Regions from separate parts of the Mus musculus genome. Here region 1 is linked to region 2. A link is a contact called in public promoter capture Hi-C data. All regions are on one chromosome and are shown on one strand. Each heading gives the region's core, a stretch centred on a gene start, on an enhancer-like site or on the middle of the called end of the contact. The rest is flanking DNA. Distances are from core to core; before and after follow the strand shown.

The links. Capture Hi-C pulls out chosen DNA fragments and counts their contacts.
Region 1: a promoter capture Hi-C map of adipose tissue shows a contact between it and region 2. The contact joins the promoter of Vstm4 here to the promoter of 3425401B19Rik in region 2. A contact is called at or near these places in 1 of 39 promoter capture datasets (HPC-7-derived erythroid cells) and 1 of 9 other capture datasets (adipose tissue).

What each region holds. Positions count from the first base shown.
Region 1 is chr14:32,855,285-32,858,082 of GRCm38.p6, forward strand. It overlaps Vstm4 (V-set and transmembrane domain containing 4), which reads left to right and starts at 1,472. Exons shown (of 8, transcript NM_178791.5): 1 at 1,472-1,682. The coding sequence starts at 1,628.
Region 2 is chr14:32,683,648-32,686,614 of GRCm38.p6, forward strand. It overlaps 3425401B19Rik (RIKEN cDNA 3425401B19 gene), which reads right to left and starts at 1,625. Exons shown (of 4, transcript NM_001195097.1): 1 at 1,356-1,625. Gm28651 (a long non-coding RNA gene) reads left to right here and starts at 1,739. Exons shown (of 5, transcript XR_874509.3): 1 at 1,739-2,134.

The DNA.
Region 1 (2,798 bases), core at 222-2,721, 170 kb after region 2:
ATTCAACCTGGGGCCTCACAGAAGGAATCAAATATGTCACTGACTTATTCATGCCTGCAGAGTAGTTTCTGTGCTGTTTTATGGACGTCTTGGAAGGATGTTTGCATTCTTGGACTGTAGGACTCAGTTTGACCATAAACTCTGTCCCCCTGCTTTGTGTGTGTGCGTGTGTATGTGTATGTGTTTATTACTGATGGTGCAAGCACTGCACCATCACCACCCTTTGACCGGGAGGGATTCAAAGTAGAAAAGGTCTTGTTAAGTTGACTACACTAACAAACCTCCACCTTCTTTGTAGTTGGGATGACACTCATGTCGCCTTACTTCTTGCCCTGGTGCCTGACCCAGCAGCTCAGCTTCCGCAGGCCTGGCTTTCTGAGGAAGCTGCTGTTTCCATCCTGGCTTTCCTGGTGCTAAGTCCAGTCCCTAGGAAGCTGTGCTGCATGGAAGGCTCTCCCTGGGATCAGGTCCCAGAGGGCAAAGCCCACTGACATAACCAGAAAGAGTGGACAGTCCACCCTGAAGCTGCCCCGGAGTCGGTAGCCATTGGCTGGGTCAGTACCCCCTGGCAGGACCTCTCTTGCTTTGCTCCACCCCTCCCCATCTTCCTCAGGCCCTTGAAGTGGAAGGATGTGGGACTTCTGTTTCTCCTCTTCTGCCTCCTCTCTCTCTTCCTCTTCCCCTTGCTCCTCTTCCCACTCCTCCTCCTCCCACTTCCAAGGACCACTTTAAAAAAATGGATATTTTATTTATTTACATTTCAAATGTTATCCCCTTTCCAAGTTTCCCCTCCAGAAACCCCTATCCCACCCTCCCTCCCCCTTGCTCATCCACCTGCCCACCCCCAAGGACCACTTTTAACAAAGTTCTACTTGACTGGTGGTGTTTTCTGAACCCCCAACCCCCATCCTGGACACACACAAAGGAACCCCAAATAAAGCACAAAATGACTGCTGATGTTCACCACCAGGCATTGGGTGTCAAACTTTAGCCTGATTTGGTAAACAACGTAGCAAGGGTGGGACCATTTCTTTGCAGCAGAGCAACTGATGGAAGACTCAGAGGCACGTGGAGATGACAGACATTCTAGGCTCTCACCTGGAAAGTTGAACTCTTCTGTGGGAACCCTTTAACTTTCCAGGGATCCTCACCCAGCCCCCATCTCCTTCTCCAAGTTCAAGGCAGCAGTGGAAAGTTGTTTCTCAGCTGCTGTGAGCCTTCTCGATGGGAATGCCTGGTGTGTGTGCTGTCCAGGCTCAGGGTTTGTAGATGAACCCAGTACCTAAGTTTCTGGATCCTTCTTAGGAATAATTGGGTTTGGAACAAGGAGAGCTAAAGGTCTCCTGGACAACGTCCAACGTTACAACGTCCTCCTGGACGCCTTAGCTCTGTACAACGTGAATCTCCAGGGTCACCTCAGTTTTCTCATCTGAGACGTGGGCGTGGTGAAAGGGGACACCGTGGGCTGGCCCAGTTAGTGGATGGAGAGGCCGCTCCTCCAGCTCGGCGTAGACCCAGAGACCCAGCAGCGCTGGCCCGAACTGTGGCTGGAGGCCGAGGGGCGGGCCGGGCCCGGCGGGCGGCGGCGCTCTCCCGGGTCACAGCGCCGGGCGGAGGCGGCGGGAAGATGCGGCTGCGGCTCCTAGCGCTGGCGGCGGCCGTGCTGCTGGGTCCGGCCCCGGGTAAGCGCGGCGCGGCGGGCGGCTGCGCGGGAGGCCGGGGCTCGAGCGGGAGGGGAGGCCAGGGTTACATGGGGTCCTGGAGACTCACTCGTACCCCGCGATCCTGGCGGCGCAACGGCGGCGCCGACTCAGGTCTCCTCCGGTCCCTAGTCCTGCCCGTGTCCCGCGATGGGGACCTGCTCTCGGGACAGCTCCTGGTCCCTTCTGAGTCGCAGGCCGCGGAGCTCAGGGCGAAGCCAGCCCGATCAGAGCCCCAAGTCGGCGCCTTCTTTCTGTCTTTCGTAGTAGTCGAGACCCGCAGCTGCTGCCAGCACCAACTTTCCTTTAACTATCTTTGGAGACGCTCCGAAATGAGGTCAGGAGCGACCGGATCTTCCCAGCCTACTGGGCACTGAGGATTTACTAGTGAGTCTTCTGAGATGGTCAAATCTGGTTAGACAGGGTGTCATCCATCAGAATCCTTTCCCACAAACACACTTCTTTGGGGGCCACCTCTGTTGGCTTGCACAGTTTTATGGCTCCCACTTACAGCGGTTGAAGAACCTCTTTCGCTCCGTCCCCAGCAAAAGGTATATTAGTGACTCTCCCTTCCCAGGTGACTACCAGCAAGAGGTGTACACTATCTCATTTAATCACAGTGGTGTTTCAAAGTAAGAACATCAAGGTTTTATCAATCCAAATACTGCGTAAAACATTGGCTCAGTTTATCAGTCCACCAACCTCTAAGGACAGCGCAGTTTTAGCCCCATTTTAAAAACAAAGAACGAGAGGGACAGGTATGAAAATTTGAACCCTTTAGATTCCAACCTGGATGTACCCAGGGTCACCCTGTAGCTCCTGCTTATCATCCTTCACCTGGGTCTGTCATTCACTCCACCAGATGCTTCCCCTATGGCTCCTGACCTCCATCTGCAAGGGAAAGGCCAACATACTTCACGTATAAACCCACTCTCAGGGCCTGCACAGTCTTCGGCCTTCATTTAGGGGTAGAGTGGGAGCTTATTGGTCACCCAGTCCCACCATTCATCTCGCAGAAAAGAAAACTATCAGTTCAAGTACTTATTAAAAGCCAAGCTGTGGTTCAGAGCAGTGACTACCAGTCGTCTTTGAAGTCAG
Region 2 (2,967 bases), core at 375-2,874:
GGCTATTTATAAACTCCGAAATAAGCACAAATCTACTCTGCTCGGCTGGCCACACGGATGCTCCACACGACTGGTGTCTCTAAGGCTAAGGTAACCCTCAACCCCACAGGGCAAAACTGAGCACTTCCCTTGTGATCCAGAACTGGGAAGCAGGCCCAGGGGAGGAGGCTTCAGAGCCCGGGTGCTGCTGGCCATGACGGCCCTGTCCTAGGATTTTCTTTTTCCTTTCTTTCTAAATCTGTTTTTTTTAATCCTTTGAGAACATATAGTATATTTTGATTAGTTCCACCCCCACTACATCATCTCATTCCTCTTCCATCCCTGCTCTCCCTTTTCGCCAACTTGGTGCTTCACACTTCTCACTTTCATGTCTTTTTGTGTGTTTGTTTTGAATCTAATTAGACTCGCTTGCACGAACTGTGTTGTTGCGGGTGTATGTGTGGCTTAAAACTCTCCACGGCTCTGAGAGCACGTGGCCCACAAGCAGTCAACAACCTTGTTCCGTAAAAGATGACACGGTTGATTTCAGTTTTGCATGCTGTACGGTCTGGGCAGGTGTGTAAAAGCAGCCTTGGCTGTATGCAAATGAACGTGCTGGGCTGAGCGCCAACGAAGCTTTATTTACAAATCCAGGCTCCCAGTCACAGGGCATCACTGTTTCCAAATGCTGGAAAAGGAGACGTTCTTTAACATGCACATCTGATTCCTGTTTTTACGGAGGTGTTCTAAAGTGCTAATTAATATTTCTTGATTCTATTACATTTTCATATACTCATATTCAAAAGTGTTCTCATCACTTACCGGTTCTTCTGTATTAGGAAAAAAAAAAAAAAAAAAAAAGGATGGCGTTCGATTGGGCCAGTCTGACTTGTGGGTTCTGGCTGGGCTCCCTGGGGTTCATGAGGACAGGCAGTCTGCTGAGGGCTTTGTGTTGGAGACCCACGTGTTTTCAAAGCTCATAAGTTAGAATGGCAGAAAGTGTCCCCATGGCCAGTGCCTCTTCCCTGTTACAGCGAGAGTGACAAAGGAGTCTCCCCCATCATCTATTCTGTAGAACCTGGGGCCCTGGTGGTCTCATCTAGCAATGAGAGGATCAGACGTAGCCACAAGCATGTGCTCACTCTGCCGGGGGAACCGAGCGCCCGGACAGGTCCACGGGAGGACAGAGTCACACATGTATGCTCTAAATCATACTGTTCATGGCCCACAAGACACACTTGGCCTCTAAGACCCCAAGCACTCAGTGTGCCCTTACCCGGCAGACACCGTGCTGCACACCTTCACACTTAGACCCCTCCCGGAGCCGACACCCTTCCACCGCCGCCTTGAGACTCCCTCAGCCGTGCAGACTGTACCTTCCATCTTCCGTCTCCCGTGCGAGCGTCCCAGCTGCAGATTTCACGGGCCTTCCTGGGATCTGGAGGGTACACGGCACTGCCCAGTTGCCCAAACTTCTTCCCCTTTAGCCAGGCTGCCCAGAGAGGAGAAGAAAGAGGATTCAGCACTCAAACTGCCCAAGTCTCACCAGGTTTCCCACTTGGGCAAAAAAATCAGTGGCCAGAAACTGCTAGACGTGGAAGTCTCAGAAGCTTACCCAGGCAGAGACTGGCCTGGGGAAACCAAACGGTGCTCAGAGGCAAACAGTCGGCTCTGCAGCAACACCCGCGTGGTGTCAAGTAACAGTCAGATTAAACAAACAGCCCCAGAGGCTATTTTTACATCCAGATCAGCCACGAGTAATAGATAACTTGGGAAGTGAAAATTGTTTGCTGATTAGCTGGACCCTCACCACGATTCCAGCCTCAGCTCAGAATGATTCCTAAGGCTATCCCAGAACCTAGATTCGAATAAAAATATCTCAAGATGGGAAGGAAAACATTTGTCTTAAGAAACGCTAGGAACATGATAGTGTACGCCTTGGAGCCAGTGCCGGAGGCCTGCTGATGTCCCAGAGCAGAAATAGCCTGTTTCATCATCGGCTCTGGACAACCACAGCCCGCATTCCTCGAGTAAGGAGCTATACTCTGCCATGGTTTTGGAGCAAGATAATCTGGCCAGCCACAGGCTGGGGGAAGGCTGGTCCTTTCAAGGAGAGACGTGCAAAAGGATGTGAAATTATCAGGGAAGATGCAAGGTAAGTGTCCACTCGATAACTTGGCCCTGGTGCTTCCAAAACCACCTCAGTACCAATGACAAATCTGTTCTAACAGCTCAGGGCTCCCTCTCCTTCTCTGGGAAGGACTCCCACTTCCACCCCCAAAGTCCCAAGATAAGTTCACACCTGCCTTCTCTCTAGCTGCTTCCTAGGTTGGCCTGGGGTCATCTTCCCTACCCTTAAATGGCCCTCAATAACCTTCTTTTCAGCATTGGCTGTGTTAGCTCCCAGTTGCTCTCCTCACCCCTCTCAAGATGGTCCTGAGAAAGCTCCCTTGCTGTCAAGATCCAATGCAAGAATGTCTTCTCTTTTGACCAAAGCCTCCTTTTATGCTCCCTTGGTCTGTGAGTGATTCAAGCTGTCCAGTCCGGCCAGTTCCATGACTCAATGCCCTAGGGGAGCCCTGCGGAGTACTATACCTCTGGGTCTATTTGTGAACTGCCTGTCCTGACTTTGTGGGCACCTCAAGGACAGCCACCTCTGTCCTAGTCTTGAACCTTAGTCTGTGAACATCAGGCCCTCAAGGCGGGCTCGGCTATACTTTCCTGGCTCAGCACACAGAGATGGTTTGATGAAGACTCACAGCGAACCTTTCAGTGTTATCCATCCCACCCAAGACAGGAACCAACTTGAAATGGGAGTGAAAACATCACAGAGACTCGGGGGACCTTGATTCGGTTGGCTAAACACTCTTCCTTGCTAAACCTCAGTTCAACCTATGTTTAAACTGGAAAGAATACCCGTTTCGCTGTGGGGTTAAAGGTCAAAGGAATTAAGATATAAACATGACTGTAAATTGTTAAGATCCTCAA